2 separate regions of the Zea mays genome follow, and region 2 is linked to region 1. Evidence: chromatin contacts called from public Hi-C data. All regions are on one chromosome and are shown on one strand. The core of a region is the stretch at or near the end of the contact, and the rest is flanking DNA. Distances in the headings are between cores, read along the strand shown.

Region 1 (3,914 bases), core at 626-3,125:
ACCAGGCATCAACCATCAACCACATAAATGGAAGCAGGCAAGTACCAGGTATCAACAGTCAACCAAATAAATGCCAGCAGGCCAAACGTGAGGAATGTCCAAACATTTAATTAAGAAAGATAAGTTCAAAACATTTACCTGTGCACCAGTGAGCTTATTATCCCAGCTGAACACACCATAATCCGGTCCACCCCAGAAAGCGCCAGCATGCTTCGCAAGTTTAGGGTTTGTGGCTAGAGTCAAGTATGATGAATTGCCAGTTGCAAGGTACATCCATGAGCTACCCCACAGAAACTCATCCCAGTAACTAGTTGAATTGTAGAACTTTGCAGCATACGATCCACCTGCGCTATACCTCCCACGCCGGTCCCTTGCGAACTGGAAGAGAGTGGTAGCACCATGTACAAGCTTCTGTGAGTAAGCCTTGTTGTCCTTGAATACAATCGACGCTGCAGCTAATGCTGCAGCCATTTCAGCAGCAAGATCTGAACAAGTGTGGCACTCAACCACTGGACGTGGGTAGTCAATGTCCTCTGGCCTCATCCAACAATACCGATCATTGGGCTGTGTCGAACCAGGCGACGTCGCACCACCTCCCACCTGCACCACCTCCCCCACAATTCAGATTAGCAATGGCCTGGTAGCGACAGGCAAGAACAACTCCAAATTCATCCCCCCCCCCCCCCCCCCCCCCCCCCCCCCCCCCCCCCCCCCCCCCCCCCCCCCCCCCCCCCCCCCCCCCCCCCCCCCCCCCCCCCCCCCCCCCCCCCCCCCCCCCCCCCCCCCCCCCCCCCCCCTATTTGAGATGAAGCTTTTTACCTGCGCAATGACACGATCAATGCTATCGGCTGTGGAATTAAAGGTCTTCAAGAAGTAGTCTGACCCCCACTTGATAATGTCACGGACATGGCCAAGTTCCCCAACAGCGTCGTACTTGGCACTGTACTCAATGACGCTCCAGCTGAGGAGGGTCATGGAGAAGGCAGCTGGGAAATTGAACTTGACGGCGTCGCCGGCATCATAATACCCGCCAACCAGGCTTCGCCTGACTGCAGGGTCAGAAAGCCCGTCCTTCATGCAAGAGTTACCGCGCCAATGTATATTGTTGTGCTTCGGAAGCTTCCCAGCTGCAGCAAATTGAAGAGCGAAGATGTCAAAAAAAAATGTGACCTTTATATTCACAAATCACTTGGAGACGCTCGGTGTCACGGTATGGTACACCTGACATTGCAGGTATTCAACGGAGCAAAACTATAGGTAAAAGAACGCCTTAAATCCCGTCTTTTGAACCGTTACAAATCACTAGAAGAAATGCGAAAAATGACGAAACTTAACTAACTACTCACATCTCTGGGCATGGAAGAACATGAGCGCCTTGTGCAGCGCGACGGTGTAGTCGTCGGGCGGTGGCAGCGGGCGGTGCCGCCTGGGGATGGCCTTGGCGATCCCGGCCACGGCCCCCGCGAACACGGCGGCGGCGAGGAGCACGCCGAGCGTCCAGACGAAGAGCTTGCGGCTGACGAGGAGGCAGCCGATGTCGACGTACTTGTTCTTCTTGCGGGGCTGGTCGGCGGTCCCCGCCAGCAGCCAGCTCTGCTGCGTCTCGTCGAGCGTCCGCGACAGCGCGGCCCGGTCGATGTCCAGGTTGCGGCTGCGGTCGTCGTCCGTGGCCGAGTCGTGGCATATCTCCAGCGGGCCGCCCCAGGGATCCCTCCCGTACATGCTCATCTCGCCCCCTTCCAACAGGCTGGTACAGAGCCTCCCCTTCCTCTAGCTCCTCGTGAGACGGCGGGGAGGAGGTGGGAGGGATTTGCTGGAAGAGAGGCGGCCGGAGTAGTGAGCGGTGGCGGTGGGAAGGAAGGGTCCCAGTAGTAGTGGGACGGGACGGGATATCACGGATGGGGACGCATGTCTGCTGTACTGTACTGTACTTGGCTGCCGGCTTGTTTTGTTAACGGATAGATTTTGGAGTAGTGTGGTGTGGTGTTGGGTGTGTGGGGAACTGGGGATGGCGATGGATGCTAGTCTTGCTGACTACTGTACTGTACGCGATAATCTTTGTTTTGTTTTCTTGCCATGACCATGAGACCCCGGTCTTCCTCGTACGGGAACGGCCCATGCGGTGATTCCTTTCCTGCTCACATGCATGTTTGGTGCCGGGTCTTTGTTTTATGGGCTGTAAATGTACTAAAACATGTGTTTCGTCAGAGTTTTTAACACCTTCAGGATCCAGGGCGTGGCCAAATGGCAGATTATATATACACACACGGAGAGAGACATTCTTGTGTCGCTGGCATCCTAAAAATTATCATTTAAACACCCAGTTTGTGTTGTACGGTTTGTGCCACCCGGACCGGGCAGTCACAAGCTGTTGCATCTGGTACGTACTGTACAATACATGCCGTATGCCGAGTAGTACACACAACTACAGTCATCTGTTGCACCTGCAGGAGCGGGACACCTTGTTCTTTCCTGCATCCAACGCCTGGCGCCATTGCTTCCTCCCATCAACGCAACATCTGGAAGCCCCTCTTAGATTTGGTTTAGGTGAAACTGAGCTGGAACAAAGACGCCGAACGGAAGGAATCAGAACGTTTAGCTTAGCCTTAGCTATGGTAGAGATAGATGAGCCTGGTTGCCCAAGGGATTTGCTTACTTTATCTGCATGCATGCGCGGCGGCTTTGCGGAAAGCGGGCGCTTTGCCGTGCCGTCTCTACTTTCTATACGTACTAGTTTCTCCCCCACTATCTTGGTGTGCGTGCAATGCGAATCTGGCAACTGTACTGTACGTTGCGCCCAACTCAACCCCGCGGCTTGCCTATTCGTGGTAGATTTCCTTAGCTCTTTGGAACACAACGATTGCACTGCTCCTCCCGTACCGTGCGTGGCTGTCGCCGTCGAGTTGGCGTCGTGGCACGCACGATTGGTTAGCAGTATACTAACCAAACCCTTGCGGATCGATCGAGTGGCGATTATTTTTGGCATTCGGCTTTGGGCGAGAATTCAGAAATTACCACAAGACACAGTTCACACGGACCTTGATGTTTTTGTGAATTGCGAGCATTGCGGTGCAGCCGTGCAGCCTTGCGTGAAGGGCTGGCTGCGCGCGGACAGCTGGAGACAGGCAGCGGGGAGGCAAGAGAAGGCGCGCAGCAAAGGTTGTGACAGGCGGGAACCGCGGCGGCGTCACGCGGGCCACGGTAGTTCCAGTTCAACGCGGGCCACGAGCCGTAAAGGGCGCGCCGCTCCATGCACTTGGGCTATTGCTGCTGTCTATTACTGTCTTCACGTGAGTGAGAGACGCTCTCCGGCAGTAGAGAGAGGGTAGGGCCGCTCTCCTACCTACGAGGTGCAGATGCCCAATGCTGCATGGACAGAGGCTCCTACTCCTCTCCTCGCGCGGCGAACTTTAATTTCACTCACTGCGCGTTTGGATACCTACTAAATAAGACTTATTTAGTTTAAAATTTAACATTCCACCATTTTCCAAAGTTGAGATATAAGTCTATCTCAAATTCATGGGTGGAAGATAGAAAATGATTTTATGCATTAGTAGAATTTGTTTCTACTCTGTAAGTTACATGATATCTTTCGTCTCACTCCTCTATAATAAAAATATAGCACATAAATATCTCCGACATCTTGGGCAAGTTGAACCACTCTGAACCAATTCAACTGTTTTATAAACTTTAGACTATAATTTACTCGAAAAAGTATTTCGCGAGTCCTTATGAGAAGTGAAGTATAACTAAGTTAAAATGTGAAGATGAATATATAAGAGTTATTTCACTTCTAGATCCACACTACTAGAAAATCTATATGTCAATCTTGCAAGTAAGAATATCTTAAGTTAAAGACAAGCAAGAACACAAGACACAAGATTTAACCCGATGTTCGCCCACACCACAAAGGT
Region 2 (3,914 bases), core at 893-3,392, 150 kb before region 1:
AAACAAGAACAGCTGCATTGAGAAATGAACTAGAAGAACCACGGAGTTCTGAAGGTGATCAACTCCCAAGGCTTCAAAGCTTGCAAAGGATACTCCAAGGAAGTGTGGCTGTGCAGGTGAGGCTGAATCTACTTTTTGCAGAATTCGGAAGATTTATGAGTGTCACTACCGTTTGCTCATTTTCTTGCTTCTTTTGGCCAATTCTTTTGACATCACCATGCAGGTCAACAGTGGGGTATTAAGTGTGTGCACTGCATTCTTATCTGGCGAGCCAGCAACTAGGCTCAGATCCCAAGAACTGCAGCAGCTCATCGCCGCATTGCTTGAATTCATGGCTGTCTGCAAGCGTGCAATCCGTGTGCATTTCAGATTGATAGGGGAAGAAGACCAGGAATTCCACACCCAACTTGTCAATGGGTTCCAGTCACTCACCGCTGAGCTATCTCATTATATCCCTGCTATACTCTCCGAGCTATGATAGAACTGTAACAAGCCAGAAATTAGGTAGCATGTGAATGATTCATTCTTTCAGTTGCAGGTTCCCACCAAATGTCCATATTTCCATTAGTTTTGGTTGTATAGTTGCACCGATTCCTGATTTTGGAGTGTAAAGTTTGTATAACCTAGTGTTATCTGTTATGCACCAGTTATATGCTGAGTGCCATGTTTTTTGCGGTTTGCTACTGTATCACAGCGAGCCGACATTTTACAACAGTTATATGTAATGTTCTGTAGTGATACAATAGTGCCTATTCTGGGTGATATGTATTTTTTTCCCTGTAGGAAATTTGCTGCTGTCGAGGGCATCCTCGCAATTTGTTTATGCACGATTTGAAGCCTTGTGTTATTGAAGTCGTTCCCATAACTGTAGTTTGTTTATTGTTCCTAGTGTATAATGACGCCTTAAATTGCTCATGTTCCATGGTTGAACAAGATTTGGAACATTTCAAGGAGCCCGCTTAAATTTGATCTGCATTCTCATGGGAGGTGGGGGCAGCATCCTAGACCTACCTCCTTCCTAAATCTGTCTTTCGCACAACACTTTACATCATCTTGAATACCCTATATTTGAAACGCGCAACGTAAGCAATACGTTTAATTGCAACAATGAGAAATTGGTCTCACAAAATGAACGCAATAAAAGTAAAATGGAATAAAAATGACCAGTGCACTTTAACGTGGCCTCGTAATGCAAGTGCATAGCTATGAACTGTCTACATATCTCTGAACATTAACATAATACCATTTGTCTCCAGGCAAGTACAGATCCATGGTTCTAACTCACAGTGCAATGCCTCTGTACTGGTACAAAATTACGAACTCATTTCGGCTGTAGACAAGCCAAGGGTTCCCCTCTTCAGTCTTCCCTATAAAGTACGAAGTCATCTCCGGCAGCATGTGATGTGAGGGCGCACGACGTCTAAAAAAACGTCGTAATCCTTTGTAAACTTTTGGGCTAGGCTTTTCTCTCGTAATCCTTGTAAACTTTTCGGGTTCAGGTAACCCATGGACCATGAAAACTTAAACCTAACCTTGCCGCAGGGAAGAAGGCTATGTAGATCTTTGGATTGTACAGAAAAGTTAGGTAAGAGGAGGCCTTGAATCACTCGAGTGAAGTCTAGACTCTTGAAGGATAAACCTCTCTAGCTCATGCTGTTTGCAACTGATGAGCTTTAGAGCAGGTGAGGTGGGCGCAGCGCGAATGCTTCCCCTTGCTGTTCATCTTCCGGTTCCACCTTCATCGGATCCTGAATTCCAGAGGGTCCCTTTCGCGCACGCACATGACGTGCTTTTTGGCTTTTTCCCTGCCTCAAAGCGCCCAAAAGTGAGCACGTAAAAAAAAACACGACACCCCTCTCGTCTCGTCTCTGCCTTTCCTTGACAGCTCCCGTGCCCCGTGACCGTGGCTCAGAGCGGCAGCAGTAGTAATATCCTCCGGTATCCACCCATTTCTATCTCACTTTCATGATTGCCATGCCACCCCGGATGCGCGCGTCGCGAGGACAGGCAGCGACTGGGCGCGGGCACATGGGAGCTGAATCACACTGACGATGACGACTGCCGTGCCGTGCCGTGCCGAGGGGCAGACCGCAGACGCAGAGCCAGAGGGCGCGCGCTGCCGTTCGGCAGAGTGGAGCAGCAGCAGCTCGATCGGAGCTGAGCAGGGGGCCCGGGTCGCCGGTGCGGAGGCCCGGCCCTCTGCATCTCTCGGCCTAGCTGTAGCTCGGATGAATTTCTCTGCGGCCAGCTCTCCTTTAAAAGCAGCCTCGGCACCGGCACGCAGACGCAGCACGTACGTGCGCCCCACACCGTGCGGCGTGCCCCTTGCCTTTGCAGTCTGCAGTCTCGACGTGATGTAAAGGCGGAAGCAGCGGCGAGGTGTTGCTGGCGACCGCTCCACTCTCCAACCCTTTCGGCGAGCGAGCGAGCGAGCTCGGCGGGCAGGGCAGTCGCCTCGTCGCCGCTTTGCGAAAAAATCCCCAAGAGTGTGTGTGGACCCAATGATCGTGCTCGTGCTCGTGCACCGCTATTCGGGTAGTTTAAGGATGGGTTGTCTGATCTGATCCCGGTCATCTTTGGAAGTTGGATTTGAAATAGCTAGGTCATCTCCAGATTGACATTGCCTGTTCCTGTTGTCGATCTAGGGCAGCAGCAGCAGCAGCATGCATGCATGCTCACAGGTCAACAATCATGGCGGCACAGACTGCACAGTGCAGAGCGCCAATGGCCCGAGATCGCCGTAGTACCGACCGACCGACACATGTTCTATAGCAGCCTACGCGGTCCTGCTTGTCTACGCCAACTGCCAAAATCTGATCCTGTTGTTTCATCAGGACCGTACCTCCACGACCCCGCCGCCTCACCACCTCTTTTATACACAGAACAGAACTTGGCATGCAGTGCAGCGGCCGGCAACAGCTTTGTGCGCTCTTTGGTTCTTTAAAGCGGCGCGTCTTTTCTTTGCGCAAATTGATGATAGCAGATGCGGTCATCGTCCTCCCTAGTAGTAGTAGAAACTGTACGTAGGGTAGGCCGCTTTGAAGGACAGACAGAGGTAAGCTTTGAGGGGAGGGAAAAAAAAACGAGAGCGCGGCTAATCAGAACACAGCGAATGGTAGGCCACTTTTCAGTGCGAGAGGTAGGCGCGTGCTGCTTTCCCCCTAATTCCAAGCTTAATCGGCATCATTGCCTGCACATCAGCATGTCCATTAATAAGTGCAACACGTACGGCAATGTGCACGTGAGCAAAAGGTTGTCCACGTTTTTGGAAACTTGAACACGCTTCCAAGTACGATGTATTTGTACACACGATGGACAATTTTTATCGAAACCACCAATCCAGCTCTCCATGTGATCGGAGATGTTGAACTTAGCACGGATTTTAGATACACTTTAATTTACAAAGTATAAAGACAAAAAAACATAACGTGTGTGATCAGTATTATTGCATATTTGATTGATTGAGAGTTCGTTTCAAACAACAACTCACATGCTTAATTGAAGTAGAAGAAAAAAAGAAACAGATAAGAGATGGAGATGTACATGTTAGGGCTTGTTCGGTTATTCCCAATACACATGGATTGGATGGGATTGGAAAAATTGTGAAGAAGTTTGACTTGTTTGGGATTCAAACCCATCCAATCCCGCTCAATCCACATGGATTGAGAGCTAACCGAACAAGCCCTTAGTGGGGCCACTGCCGAAGTGTCGATCCACATAATCGTATTTCATCTATCCGATGTAATCGATTAGCGCTGAAGCATGTTGGGCACTAAATTAAGCTACGGACGGTCCGGTCCTGAGGCCGGACGCTCCACGCCTGGGGGCCGGACGGTCCGCGCGTGCGCAGAACAGATTAGGGTTCCGAGTTTTGTGCTATGGTTGTTAGCTAGATTCGCGGAATTAGCTCGAAA

The links. Hi-C and Micro-C count contacts between places; a contact is called where the count stands out from the background.
Region 2: a Hi-C map of root tip shows a contact between it and region 1, with 5 times the contacts expected there. The contact joins the enhancer-like site here to the promoter of LOC100281146 in region 1. A contact is called at or near these places in 8 of 25 Hi-C or Micro-C datasets (ear, leaf, root tip and 1 more).

Annotation. Positions count from the first base shown.
Region 1 is chr9:137,821,046-137,824,959 of Zm-B73-REFERENCE-NAM-5.0, reverse strand. It overlaps LOC100281146 (endo-1,4-beta-glucanase), which reads right to left and starts at 1,875. Exons shown (of 6, transcript NM_001154065.3): 1 at 1,347-1,875; 2 at 820-1,127; 3 at 139-600. The coding sequence starts at 1,728.
Region 2 is chr9:137,974,804-137,978,717 of Zm-B73-REFERENCE-NAM-5.0, reverse strand. It overlaps LOC103639174 (guanine nucleotide exchange factor SPIKE 1), which reads left to right. Exons shown (of 31, transcript XM_008661964.3): 30 at 1-116; 31 at 224-865. The coding sequence ends at 478. Among protein-coding and RNA genes, the nearest start is that of LOC103639174, 30 kb to the left of the region's middle. Within about 2 kb of position 2,142, at least 16 of the 20 cell types and tissues checked have an H3K27ac peak or open chromatin away from gene starts, as enhancers often do. A contact at or near this core is called in ear, root tip and tassel, where this site is marked.